2 separate regions of the Zea mays genome follow, and region 2 is linked to region 1. Evidence: chromatin contacts called from public Hi-C data. All regions are on one chromosome and are shown on one strand. Each heading gives the region's core, a stretch centred on a gene start, on an enhancer-like site or on the middle of the called end of the contact. The rest is flanking DNA. Distances are from core to core; before and after follow the strand shown. Region 1 holds the start of LOC100383094 (Galactose mutarotase-like superfamily protein). Region 2 holds the start of LOC100281180 (gamma-glutamyltranspeptidase 1).

What was found. Hi-C and Micro-C count contacts between places; a contact is called where the count stands out from the background.
Region 2: a contact with region 1 is called in a Hi-C map of tassel, with 2.9 times the contacts expected there. The contact joins the promoter of LOC100281180 here to the promoter of LOC100383094 in region 1. A contact is called at or near these places in 4 of 25 Hi-C or Micro-C datasets (ear, leaf, leaf mesophyll and 1 more).

Annotation. Positions count from the first base shown.
Region 1 is chr2:44,183,017-44,185,716 of Zm-B73-REFERENCE-NAM-5.0, reverse strand. LOC100383094 (Galactose mutarotase-like superfamily protein) reads left to right here and starts at 1,326. Exons shown (of 5, transcript NM_001175765.1): 1 at 1,326-1,599; 2 at 1,700-1,749; 3 at 2,440-2,563. The coding sequence starts at 1,419.
Region 2 is chr2:44,590,737-44,593,566 of Zm-B73-REFERENCE-NAM-5.0, reverse strand. LOC100281180 (gamma-glutamyltranspeptidase 1) reads right to left here and starts at 1,366. Exons shown (of 7, transcript NM_001154099.2): 1 at 1,350-1,366; 2 at 894-1,252. The coding sequence starts at 1,356.

The sequences.
Region 1 (2,700 bases), core at 77-2,576:
CTGAAAGATAGTAAACCTCTCGAGTTTATCCCTACGTAACCCTTGCCGACTTATCCTCGCATGGCTCTGTTGCATGGGGGCTTCAGCGCGGGAAAGTCGGGTCTCTGTTGCAATTTACTCGCTCAACGTTGTGGGCCGTCCGGGTTTGCTCCAATCTAGTCTTACGTCTTCTCCGCTTCGTTGATTGTCTTTCCCCAGGCCCACGAAAGAACGACCTTACGATTTATCGGGCCTTTGGGCCTTTCGTGAGGTCTTTTATCTCTTTAGTGGATCCGGTGGATATCTATCCCCCACAGTGACCGCGTACAATGGCGGGTCGTTATGGTCCTTCTGCTGCACCTGCTTCGTGGCCGGGCAGCTCATGTTGTCCTTGTACGTGCATCTGTAGTAATACCTGCGGCAAGGAGGGGCAAGAAGCAGCCGTGTGTGAGTGGAATGAACACCTGCTGGCCGCCGGTTTGGATGTGGACAATTGGAAGAAACAAACAGCGAAGTGGAGGGAGGTTGGCTAATAGAGTCGTGTTCTTTGTCGGCGAAGATAGATTTCTCATAAACACGTGCGCAGACGTAGAATCACTTTTTTTGCAGCGTCGGGCGGGGTTCACGGTGGGTCGCGGCGGGGTTCGCGGCGTTTGCGGAGCGACGGCGTCGGGTAGGACGCATGGACCGGATTGTGCAGGGAGGTGGCTCTCGCGACGTGGGAGGACGGAGACGAGAGCGGTCTACATTAGCATCTTAATAGATAGTATAGATTGAGTCTCTCGATATGTTTCGCTAAAGTAAAAAAAAAATACAAGAAATAGACTATTCGCAAAACCTCATTTTTTCGTGACTTTTTATATATATTGTCTTTTACTTGTATTTATGATCTAAGGCCAGGCTCTATCTCAGAATTGTATCATGCAGATTGTATTTTGAAAACGAGTAGCTTTGAAAAAGTCCACGATTGACTGTTAATTTTAAGAGATAGTGCACGCTAGCTAGCGCAAGACAACCTGAACGAAAAATACGCCGGGCGGACTGGTCGATTAGCAGCAGTACAGTACAGGCTACAGCACCCGGGCCAGCACACACGCTTGCTGGGTCAGCCACTCAGCCCACGCCTTTGACCAAGACCTTGTTGCACAGAAGTATATAATAAGACAGAAAATAAAAGTAGAAATAAGAAGAAAAAAGATTCAAATGCCGATGCCGTCCAGATCATTCAAGCACAGCTTTACCTGTGACCGTGAGGTTCCTGCCGTCCGGATTTTTCTGAAATAAAATTGGATGGAGGAAAATATATCTAGAGCCGAGTGCCCCGACGATCGACCGACCGACGTACACCCCCTTTCTCTTCGCTCTTCGCCCTTCCTTCCTACCTGTGCTGCCTTCCTGGCAACCTGTCTCAGCAATTAAGCTAATTCCTTGGCCCGGCAATGGCTAGGGTTGAGCTCCTCGCGCTGCTGTGCCTCGCGGGCACCCTGGGCGCGCAGGCCACCGCCGGCCCCCGCCCCGATGCGAGGGTCGGCGTGTACGAGCTCAAGCTGGGGGATTTCTCCGTCAAGGTCACCAACTGGGGCGCCCGATTAATGTCCGTCGTCCTTCCCGACTGCAAAGGTCCGTGCAGTCCTCTCCCTTCCTGCTAGCTGCTGTCGCCTCTGCAACTGCCCTCGCTCGCCGCACAGGCTAAATTAAGTTCGTGCTCGTGGGTTTGCAGGGAACTTGGCTGATATCGTCCTGGGCAGAGATACCGTCGCTGAATACTTTGTAAGTTCGGCAGATCACCGTCTCTTGTTTCTTTTTTCTAGCCAATCGATCCATGATCTTTCTCCTGCATAGATCGATAGCACGTGTGTTGCATTTAGTTTGCGTCTTTTCTTCTTCATTTTTCACTCTGCACTAGTTCTGTTCGTCAGCGAATTCCACCTCTCTAATTAACAAACTTCGCAGTCGTCGGTCGCTCTCCAAACATAGCGACTTCATTTTTTTCTTCTTCTTTACTATTCTCCCTCATTTACTCTCTCTCGTTCAGCTTTAGAATCCCAAGCACCACGGTCAAGACTTTGAAAACCAAGCATGAGCTAGAGCTAGAATATTAGGCCACCAACCGAACTTTTGTAGAAAAGAAAATTAAGGGGAACTGGAAGGAAATGATTATTATCACATTGTGATCTGTGCTGTACAGGATGGCACTCCATCGCTATCTTCCCCTAATTTAAAACTGACAAAGATCACTCGAGATCATGCTCTCTCTCTCTCTCTCTCTCTCTCTCTCTCTCTCTCTCTCTCTCTCTCTCTCTCTCTCTCTCTCTCTCTCTCTCTCTTCTCGAGGGGGAAAAAAAATAAGCGAGACCGTGCAAGTGTCGATACGCATCATGTGAATGGAGCCTATGGCTATGGCACGCTGCTGAATTTTTCAACACACAACAGCGGCTTAAAGTTGTTCTTCCCACGCAGAACGACACTTCTTACTTTGGACCGATAACCGGCCGCGTGGCTCAGCGGATATCGAGGGGCCGGTTCGTCCTCGACGGGAAAGTCTACCACCTGCAACGAAACGACGGCAGGAACACGATTCACGGTACGGTTCGTGCCTACACCCAGAGCCAGAGGATTGCTCTGCTCCAACCGTCCGTGATGGATCAGTCCTCGAGTAATCGAGTTCCACTTCCACCGCTGTTCATGACATGGGAGCGAGATCGTTCACTCATTCACCTG
Region 2 (2,830 bases), core at 117-2,616, 410 kb before region 1:
TATAAAAATAAAGTTCTTAAACTAACTCTTATAATATTTTTTTTTGTCATCTATCGACGAACTGTTAAAGTATGTACAACCTAATTGAATAGGAGGGCTTCTGAGCTGTCTCTAGTGAAAAAAATCAAGAAACATGTTTATAAATATTGTGTATTAACTATAGAAGAGGTCGTCTTTACGTGACTCTTTATAAATATTGTGTATTAACTATATTTATTATTTATAAGTTTAGGATTATATTATACGGTCTTTTATCTGTCTCTAATATTTAGAAAACCGTCAGTTACATGCTCTAAGTGCTAACAAAGACCAGATTAAAAACATATTCCTATGGGCAAGCGCAAATAAAAATCGCTCGCAAATTCCTGCCAGTACGGCAGTGCTTTGACCACCGCTCGCACACGCAGACACGCGGTGTAGCTTACTGGCTCTAGGCTCCTCTTTAAATCCAAGAGAGATTCGCTTTTCTGTCCAGCACCGTTCTCTAGATAAAAAGGTGTCTATTTATTATATAATTGAGTTTTTTTCTTTTCTCTATTTATTTTAATACTTTAAATAACACATATATAAAATATCTGAAAGTATGATACATACATACGGATAAAAAATTCAAATAAAATATATTTTTAATATATTACTCTCTACGTCTCAAATTAAAATTTATTTTACCTTTTTAATATATTAATAAATAATTAATGTATGTGTTCTATCATCTATTTAAATATAGAATAAAAAACTAATAGCTATGATGATTAATATTTTAAGACGGAAGGAGTATTTATGTATAGAGAATGAGTTGCTGCAGAGGAATAAGTGAAGACAATTTACTAGAGCAGAGGTAAGGACGTAAGGTCCGAATAGAAAGGATAAATATAAGCACGATCTTAACTCACCCTGGAGGCGGCGAGGGGCGCGGTCTCGCGGGAGTCGTACACGACGGCCGTGCCGTCGGCGAGCCTGACGAGCATGAAGGCGCCGCCGCCGACGCCGCTGGAGGCCGGGCTGACGACGCCGAGGCAGAAGGCGGAGGCCACAGCCGCGTCCACGGCGCTGCCGCCCTCGCGGAGCGCGTCCCGGCCGATCCTCGAGCACCGCAAGTCGTCCGCCGCCACGGCGCCGTGCGGCGACGTCACCGCCTCCCTGCGCCCCGCTGGCGCTGCCGAGGCAGCAGCCGCTCCCGCGGCGGCGAGTAGGAGGAAGAGGAGGAGAGCGGCGGTGCTGACTGGCTCCCATTGGAGTTGGAGACGTCGGGCTGCAGAGCTCAAGATGGGGAAGGCTTAGAAAAAAATGAATGGATAGTGTTACGAATACACCGTCCAGAAGGAAAGACCGAAAGATTGGGCACCTACCCGCCATGGCGCGGGAGAACGAGAGTAGAGGGAGCCTATGAGCAAAGCCTACTCCTAGATGGCTATATTGATTGGAAGGACGAGTTACCGGTTTTATTCTGTGGGCTGTATCTCAGATTTTGATTATTTTGTATTGCTGAGCACGGTTTGTGGCACCGGCCGCGATCGGCTGGACCGACCGGATAGTCCGGTCTACGCTTGCGGACAATTCGTGGATAGATCATATCAGTCGAATTAACTTATATCTTTACGTGTGTTTATTTTTATAAAGTTATAAGAGTTAATGGAGGACGACTAAGAACGGCTACAGACCTTCTCTTATATATTTAAAGATGTACGGTTGATTGAACAACCAAAATCGAACTAAAATTAATATACCTTCCGTTCTTTACTTTTTACTCTATGAGTAGACACTTCTTCACCTTGATCTCCACCCCTATTTGACTCTATATTGTTTAGAGACGTCTTGGATGACCTACCGATCCCAAAACAAACTCTATGACCTCTCCTCCCTGACGGACCCCTCTTGGTCTTGGGGTCAGATCCAGGTGATGTTGGCGAACGCCGCCGTCTCTGCACACGCGGACCGTCCGGCTCGACGCAGAGAAGACTCAGTTCCCTGCTGCAGGTCGTGGACCGTCCGACCCTATGCCGCGGACCGTCCGTGCTGCCATCAGCGACGGACCGGAGGTTTTAGGGGCCCAGTGCAAATTTAAAATAGAGGCCCATCAAACTATTGTTATATAAAAATGGTACCAATATATAAACTCAAGACACATCTAAAAATGTTCATACCAAGCAACAAATAAATAAAAAGATACATATTATAGTATTATCTTAAAAGTTCTTTTAACATGTTTAAATACGACCGGGTTGTGAACGCTTCGTGACTGCTAATTATTCGACATTTCACTATTAAGCTATTGTGTCTCATAGTCTAATTACTGAATGTATAACTAGGTTCGGGGCCCTATATAATTGGGGGCCCGGGGAGGCAGCCCCTCCGCCCCACCCTCAGGGCCGCCACTGGCTGCCATAAGGGCACCGCCGCCGGTACACCTCGTAGTGATTGACGTCAGATCGGCGGCAACACACTTTTTCACGACTCCGCTGGAGGAACCACATAGAGTATCAGATCGTCCCAATGGTCAGTTCAAAGGATAATTCCGACGTCTCTCCAAATAACATCATCAAGCCGACTATGGAGACTCTATCAGTCGAAGATCAGCAAGAGTTTGAGGAACACAAAGAGTAGGTGATCAAGGAAGCACAAGCGAAATTCCTGACCAACTTTAAGGTGGACAGGAATCACAAAGTTGTCTGACAGCGGGTAACTGATCTGGCTTCGCTCCGGCCTGCTACAACTACCCCAAAATAAGTGAAACAAGAGAAATCTAATATCTTAGATCTTACATAGATGAACAATGAAAACAAATGCAACATGAGAATACCACTCAAGCAGTGCGTAACTCTCTCAAATG